Regions from separate parts of the Mus musculus genome. Here region 1 is linked to region 2. The links are chromatin contacts, called in public HiChIP or PLAC-seq maps. All regions are on one chromosome and are shown on one strand. Each heading gives the region's core, a stretch centred on a gene start, on an enhancer-like site or on the middle of the called end of the contact. The rest is flanking DNA. Distances are from core to core; before and after follow the strand shown.

The links. HiChIP or PLAC-seq counts read pairs in DNA pulled down with a chosen protein or histone mark.
Region 1: a contact with region 2 is called in an HNF4G HiChIP or PLAC-seq map of pancreatic cancer cells. The contact joins two enhancer-like sites. A contact is called at or near these places in 3 of 15 datasets of contacts at CTCF or cohesin (the NIH/3T3 cell line, large pre-B cells and pro-B cells), 9 of 484 Hi-C or Micro-C datasets (the 63-12 cell line, the C10 cell line, the CH12 cell line and 5 more), 2 of 115 datasets of contacts at active chromatin or transcription factors (bone marrow-derived macrophages and pancreatic cancer cells) and 1 of 9 other capture datasets (adipose tissue).

The regions. Positions count from the first base shown.
Region 1 is chr15:53,688,042-53,692,369 of GRCm38.p6, reverse strand. The region is part of intron 3 of Samd12 (sterile alpha motif domain containing 12); the gene reads left to right. Among named protein-coding and RNA genes, the nearest start is that of Mir28c, 76 kb to the right of the region's middle. Within about 2 kb of position 2,974, at least 51 of the 459 cell types and tissues checked have an H3K27ac peak or open chromatin away from gene starts, as enhancers often do. A contact at or near this core is called in pancreatic cancer cells, where this site is marked.
Region 2 is chr15:53,201,032-53,205,052 of GRCm38.p6, reverse strand. The region is part of intron 1 of Ext1 (exostosin glycosyltransferase 1); the gene reads left to right. Among named protein-coding and RNA genes, the nearest start is that of Ext1, 140 kb to the left of the region's middle. Within about 2 kb of position 2,527, at least 32 of the 459 cell types and tissues checked have an H3K27ac peak or open chromatin away from gene starts, as enhancers often do. A contact at or near this core is called in pancreatic cancer cells, where this site is marked.

The DNA of each region.
Region 1 (4,328 bases), core at 1,725-4,224, 490 kb before region 2:
AAATAAACAATGCGAATAAGATGAATCCTATACATGAATGAAATTGTCAAGAGATTTAAAGGGCAAAAGAAATAAAAAGAAATAAATTGGAAAACTAAACAATAAAAGGGTAAATTTGATCCATACTTCAGTGCCAGTAGATGGCAGCACACAGCTCTCCTGACATGGATAAATTTTCTATTTTCTTTCCACTCTAAGGAGTATTCTGTCATCTCTACTCTCATTATTTTGCCTTTGTTAATTAAATACTCACTACAATCATACTTACCTATCATAGAGCTGCCAGCCTAGTGCCATTAATATGCACTTTGGGGTAAAAGATATTTTCAAGGATATTATCAAGGAGAGGATTGTCTTAGGAGAGCCGGTACTCTGTAGTAATGGTCCTCTTTCACCCGTCATCATTTGAGAGTTTGCAATGCTGACATTCTTATTCAACAAGAGAAATTGAGACCTTTAATTACAAGTAGAGAAGATGCAGAAGTTATCTAGACACCTTTTTTTTATGCGATAGCTAACAAAATCTCAGAACAAGAAAAACCATGGGAAAAGCAGGTCTTCCTGAAGTGTCACACGTTGGTGTTGCATGTTTGCACGCGAGTGCATGCATTCACTGGATGATAAAAATATTCCCGACCTTTATTTATCTATTTATTTATGTTTTAAGAACTACTTAGTTGAGTTTTGTTTGGGAAGTTTTGTGATTCACATAACATTCGTTGTTCACATTTGAGTTGGCCGTCCCTCAAAAGTGCAGTTTGAAAGAACAGCGAGAAAGTAAACTAGATTTATGAACATGTCTACTGTGCTCCCTGGAATAAGTGTCAACAACAACAACAACAAAAAAGAAACAAATGATTCCTAAACTACTAAGAGCAAAGCCATGCTAGATCCAGAAGATCATAGACCAGCTTTGAAACATCATCCTTTAAAACAATGGCTGTTTCATGCATCCCTTAATAAATGCTAATTCAGAAGTCACAAATTATCTGGTCTTCTTCATAGAAAGAATGTGTAGTAAATACTAGAGACATAGGAGCAGAATGGATGAAGTAGAAGAATGAACCAACTGAAAATCCAGTGAGCTGTGCATTTGCCTGGCATCATAAGGCAGGTGTTCATCCAAACGAGTCTCAGATTCCTCGTCTGCAGAGCCATGCAGTTGGAATACAAAATCCTCTAGAGATGTTTAAACAGTAAGATCCTAAATTGGGCATTTAGCAGTTGAATATTAAATAAATCATTGTTAATAATAGGTTATTATGCAAGATGATACTGTGAATTGCACTACTCACACTAATTTATCTAATTCTGTTTCAGCATCTACTTATATCTTACAGTGTGAGAAAATAATAACATTTCTCCTCATTGTGAATATCCAATATTTTGGTCCTTTCATTTTCAGAGGATTTTTTTTCCCTCTGTGTTGTCCATTTGTTTACTTACTGAATATCTCATAGCTATTTCTATTGAAGTTTAATTATTTACCGATTAACCAAATAATTTGTAATTTATTATAAATTGCTAATTTACAAATCATTCATTACCTACTAATTGTTCAATTATCTTTAAATTAGTGCTCATTAATTTACTCAATAAACATTTGCCCAGCTATTACTGGAGGGCCAGCTCCGGGAGAATGGAGACACAGAGAAGACTAAGAAAGAGACAGGACTCATTGTTCGAGAATGGAGCTCTGTTCTGAAGCTGGGTGGTTACTAGGAGGACTCTCATAATGTAGTTTCCTTCACTAACCCCATTCTGCAGAGCTCCATTTTTTCCTTAATCCATAGTTTTTCCCCCAAAAAACATCATGGGCCACATTTCTAAACACTTCTTTAAATATGCAAATGTTCTGAAAAAAATCAAAATACAAACACAGTAGGTAACTCATTAAAATAAAATTGGAGTTTTACATAATCAAATAGTCTTCAGTGATGATTCTGCGAATGCATGTAGATGGTATGTATTTGAGGCGATGGTACGTATTTGAGATGGATGCTACAGCGAGGGCAAGCAAGCCTGGAGAAGTCAAGCAAGGTCCTGTTGGCTGAGAGGTTCTCCTCTGATTCTATCATATGTTGGTTGTCCTCAGTAGCACTTGGCCAGGTTAGCCAAGCCTCAATAAATGAATCTGTATGCCAGAAAATGGTTTGATTTTCACTTAGGACAATCTCTACAATCTGGAATTTTGGCAGCTGTACCATTTAGCTCAACAAGCTCTATGTTATTTTAGATGAAGCCCAGTCTCGGCTATTTGATTCTGTTCACGTTTAAAGGTTTCTTTGAATCCAGCTGACTCCCAAGGGCCTGTTAGAGGCAACTGAATAGAAGGGCAATGTCACTAATTATTCTGTACCAGAATTTGAGTGATGTTCCCTGACTTGGAGGGGTTGAGGGGGAGGCGGTAGGGATGGAAGCATTGTCTGGTCAAAGTTCTTTCCCTAATCTATTAGCTTAATTAATAGTAACAATTACTGTAGTTAGTAATCAGGATGCTAATCTATTCTTATAATGTTTTCTGTTTTTCTTTACGTCCCACTTTTCAATGTCATCGCACTGGTTAAGATGAGTAACTGTGTCTTTGTTTCCACTTCAGTAGAGCTGTTAAATTAGTGAACCCAGGTTCCCTGATTTGCTAGAAAGAAAATCTGATTTCTCCTTTTCCTTTTACAACTCCGTCCACTGATGTCTGTGCTTTGCTGAGATGTGGGGAATGTCTAAGAAAAAAAAATAGCCATCCAGAGAGAAGGGAAGGGGCACACTGAACGAATGACATTGAACCATAACTGCCATGGAAGGCCTCTCTTCCTCTCTTCGCTCTCACACGGGACAGGCAGACAGTTTGAGTCAGAGCTGCCACTTCTGCACATGGAATGTGTCCAGGAGACTTGGCTGTTCCACATGTGTGGGCAGATTGGACAGCTCATCCTTAAAACATACTTAGGAATGGAGACTGTTTATCCTAGAATGGGTTACTAAAAGCCGTAGGCTAGAAGGAAATGTAATGCTACCAAAACCTCATCAAGAGTCACCTTCCTGGTATGCTCATCTTGAACAAAGAGCAGAAGCTACACATTCTCCTTTAGTCAATTTTTTTTTCCAGTTAAGTACAACCTTTTGTCAAAAAGTGGTTTTGCCTTTCTGTTATTTTTATAACATAAAGTAACTGATTATCCCTAATAATGTACATGTACACTCAAGGATTATCTTGTTATCTTTATCCTTTAAAGTAGTTTATCCTCAAATTATCCGAATGCAAAAGGAAGCATGGCCATGGTGGCCGTGTGCATCTTTATATCTGTCTTGTTCTGGGAGGGTACAAACTAAAACATAAAAGATCTGAAATACAGAGCTGTGTGGTGGTTCTCAATCTGTTTGAGAAATTATCCTTGGAAGAAATATTTGCGAAGGATTATTTACCTGCTTTGTCCTAAAGACTTCTCCTCAGTCTTTGTGGGCAGGACACTAGATGGTGAGTAGTTTGCAGTTCTCTTGAGTTCCTCCAGGGGGAGCAGTTACACCAACTAACGGTAGAGTTGGCTTTGCAATAGCTTTCTATAGAGTGATAATTAACATATGCAGAGAAAAGGTTTGTTTAGACCCACATTTTGAAGATTCAGTACAGAAGTAGGCAGACCCATTGCTTTGATCTTCTGTGGGTAGACCAAAGGATGGGGAACACTGGACAGAGCATCCACGCATCACTTACCTAGAGAGCAAAGCTGGGCAAAGGCGGAGGTTCCACAGTCACCTTGAGGGTACATGACAATGACCTACGATCAGGCTCCTGTTCCCACCTTTTAAAACTACCATCTCTGAACAGCGCCACTCGTGCAGCTACGTGAGATGGGATGAGAGACGCTAGTAATATTCTTTTAAAAAGAAATTTCTCCTTAGTCACACTGGACTCTAAATTGATCAGCTTGCTGTCCTTCTCTGTTCCAGAAGTGTGATCGACCTGGTCAGTGTCCCTGCAAACTCTAGAACACTCTGCTAGCTAGGCCTTAGGTACGTAGTATTCACTGGGACATTCTGTGGTGATAGAACCTAACCTTAGCAGTGCAGGCTTATGGAAAATATGAAGGGATTACCTCCCCATTTAAGGGGTCTCCAGTGGTCTTCCTCATCTATACCATGAACCCCACCCTTTAATATAAAGCTACTTTTAGTAATAGAATATATATTGAGCCTAACATTTCAAAATGAAAGGGCTGGTTGAATTCTATTCAAAGACTTCCAGAGTAAGAGTAAAGGTCAGATACTAAGTGTGCTAAATTGAGATGGATTAGGTATGAAGTAGACTATTTCTCAGACTGATGCTGAAA
Region 2 (4,021 bases), core at 1,278-3,777:
TTCCTCCCCTTGAAATACATTCTTATTGGCAGTGATGCACTGTGACCCACATTTAAATTTTAAGATGACAAAACAAAGAGGACTTTTTTTTTCTCCTTCCTGTTTTAAAATACTTCCTTGGGATCTTTTCTTCCTCTTTATAGGATCATAGTTGCCACCTTGCAAAGGTAGTGAGGAAATGCCACAAACACTTTCTATTTCACTCTGCCTGCCAATGTCATAATGATCACTTTGGGGTGCTTGCGTTCTTCTGTTTGTTGTATCATTGTCATTTATTAACATTAGAAATAGATGGGCTTCATGTTTTGATTTATTATTGATTGATTGTGGTGCTAAGGAAGTGCTCTGACCCCGAGTCCTTGCTTTATCTATTAAATTCTCTTCTTTGGTTAGTGTATTAAGACCTGTTGCTCTGGGTAGTTTTACTGATTCATGGGAGCTAGTCTTTTCAGGGGCATACCATAGTCATATCATTGCCATTGGGACGTGGAGGATTCTGTATTTCTGGCAGATGTGACACCATGAGAATTTATATACTCCAGTTTGGTCCCCAGCTCCTGAGACAGCTGCCGATGGTTTTGTGATGGGATGAGTGGCAGAGATGCTTGGAGCAACTTTTGGGCTTTGATGGAAGTTTCTGACACACAGCTAGCCAAACCCTTTGGTTCCCTAAGTAATGGGCTGATAAGAGCATCCTGCTTAGCTCTGAAATCTCTTAGAACTTCTGAGTTTACAGAACCTTCTTTGTCCTAAGGATAGGATTCCTGGACAGCTTGATTGAGATTAGGAGCCAGTAACTAGAAAGACAAGCTAAGATTAGGAGCCCTGAAATTTCCACCCCATCTCCCATCCTGGTTGGAAGAGGGAAGTCTTAGAAATTGAATGCACCATAATGATGAAGCATAGTCTTGAAATGTTTCTAGCTTTAAAGAGAGCTTTCAGGTATTTTCTGGTCTAGCAAATACGTCCAGGAGAGAACCGGGCAGATAAAAGGAAAGGCATGCGCTTCCTCCTAGCTCTGGAGTGGTGGTAGTAGCTAACCCCATCTCTGTAGGGGCACGTGCTTTTATCCTTGGACCCTTCTGTACCTCAAACCATGTTTCCCTCACTTGGCTTCTCATATCTGTCTTTCCTAGTACAGCAATACAAATGATACTGTTTTTCTCAGTTCTTTACCTAGCCCTACCAAATTGCTGAATCAATGCAGAGGGGTGTGGAAAGCTCTGATTGACAACTAATTGTATCAAAAGCTCAAAAGTGTACAGGTTCAACAGCAGGACTGGTGTTTGGTGTCAGTGATTGAAACTGAGCCCCCACACCTGTGATCCCACACTAATTGAATGTATAGCATCAGACACAAATTGAGCCATTTAGCAACTCATTAATATCCAGCAAGTTGGGGAATTGTAGTGTGGAAAAAGTCCGTTTGGTGTCTGAGTGCTTGTGAATATAGAAGCAGCCATTTCCCCTTATAGGTTGATATGTCATGCTGTTGGTAGGGCATTGGTTTTAGATAATTCACCATTGCAGAGAATGTGTAGAATAGTAATAGAGTTTTGAATTATAACCCCACTGAGCACCATTGGGGTTAAAAATAAGGCTCCAGATATAGTTTTAGCGCTAACCTCGGCTTTATTTATTGCATGTTTTATCAGGGACATGTATTCATCCACAGAGCAAGGAACAGATTCATAGGGGAGCCTCAGCTGGTTTATTTTGTGGCTTAGTCATATCCAAGGGGTTCCAGACACTTTATGATCTCTACTCGCCACCTCAGCACTCCAGTTTTGGTGACAAATGTATTTTTCTCTTGGGAACAAGATGGCCTGGCTGTAGCTATTGCATCAAGGCATAGCTCGTCCAGAGAGGCTTCCATGATGGGTCCTGTGGTATGAATATATATATGTGCAGGTAGTTGGCTGGGAAGACCGCCTGTGAGTTGAACTGGTTAAGGTTCAAAATAAGAAAAGAATCTATAAATCTTGAGGCGCTCTAAAGAATATGAAAGGGACCTTCCTGGAACCCAAATCCTCTTGACAAAGTTGCTCATTGGAGAGAACAGTGCCATGAATGGCTGGACCATCAGAACATTCTGTGAGTGGGAGCTGGTGGGAGCCAGACATTATACCACCAGCAGTCTCCTAATGGAGAACAGATTGTTCTAGATTGTTCTAGAAAGGAGGAAGAAAACCAGCAATGGATACTGAAGGAACCATCAAGGTACTCAGCCACACCTGTTTCTTCCCTAGTACACGAGAATACTAACATTGCTTAATGTGATTATCATGAAAATCTAGTGACTGAATGGTATAAAGACAGGGCCAGGCCCCAGAATAAGCATTCAGTAAATGGCAGGTCCTGCTGTGAGATTGAAAGTCTTATATTCCATCAGTTTTATATATAAAAAAATTAAATTGAACAGCTGCAAGAATGATTCATAATTCACTGTAATCAAACCTGGGGCAAAGGTGGCTGGCATTCACTGCTGATAAGTTGGGCCTGGTCATCTGGCACCCTGAACCATATGCACTTGAAACTTTCGGATGACCCAGTCACCAGGAGTGTGGTCAGGGAGATAAGAGATAGGTAGGGTGGAGGAAGCAGAGTAATTAAGAGCTCACATAGGGCTCTGTTAAGACTGTAGTCCGTGAGGTTTAGAGTCCAGCAGAAGAACACTCACAGTTGTGCATCCTGGCAACTTTCCTCTGCCACCCGGGGGTCAGCGTTTGGTGGGGGGGGTGGTTGTTGTCTGTTCTTACTGCAGGAAAGCAATGTACCACAACTCTGGCTACAAGGAAAGAGGCTGAAGTTGTGTCTGAAGTGTGTGTCTATGTGCATACATTAATGGCTAAGCATCCAACTAGGTGAGAGTCTAACAAAGATGATAGTCTGCACATCCCCGGAAGCCCTGAGAAACCAAACATAGATTATTATTTGGGACACAGTGTAGAAAGTGGGTGAAGAGTAGAAAGGTGAAGTAATTAAGATAATTAGCACATATAGCCTTGCCAGTAGTGAAACATAGTAAGTATTTGGTTTTCTTTTCTTTCTTTTCTCTTCTTTTTCCTTCTTTTTTTTTTTTTTTTGATTGTATTGTTCAGATTTTGCTAAATATGGCTTGCACTATGTCAGCCAATGAGTAACTTTATAAAATGGATGACGCGCTTCAGTACAAATGTCTGTTTTCTGTTTTTATATCACTTAAGATAATGAAGAGCTGAGGAGAACAGGAGCATAGAGGCTTGATTAAGAGTTGGAGAGGTGGGGTGGTCAGGTGTGGCTGAGGATGGAAGCCAGGGGCTCAGACATACTGAACAACTACTCTCCTGTGAGCTAAATTTTCATCCCTTTTGATTTTATCATTTATATATTATCTTCTTTTGGAGGTCAGAGTCTCCGGTGTCCAAGGCAAATACTAAACTCATTATGAGATGACAGTGAACCTCTGGAATGCTGGATTATAGGTGCACACTACCATGTCTGGTTTTATGTAATGCTGGAGCGCAAACTCTGGCATTGGTGCATACGAGTCATGCATTCTGCTAACTGAGCCATGTCCCTGGTATCTTTGTTCATTGGTTTGTTTTTATTTTGACATAGGATCTTACCCAGTTGCCCAGCATGCTTTGAACAAGAGCATCATGGCTCACTGCCTAGAATTTTAGATACCTATGTCCAGGCCTGGCCTTTAGCATCCTCCTCTTTTTTGTCTCTTTAATGTGGACCGTCCTAAAGGTATTATTAAAACACTGCCTCTGTTCCCACTTTCTGATTTTCCTGAGGGATGTGACTCCAAATAATATTGGGTTTTCCATCTAAGAGCCTGGCCTTTGTGTTTTGTTACTATTATTCTCATATTCATAGAGTGTACTCCTACCTAAATTAGGCCTAGTATGCCTTTCCCTAAATACAGACTGTTAGATTGTTTTAAATTGGATGGAAACACACATTTTGGGGGTTGGTGATATAGCTTAATGACAGAGCTTTTTTTGTTTGTTTGTTTTGTTTTGTTTTTCTTAAT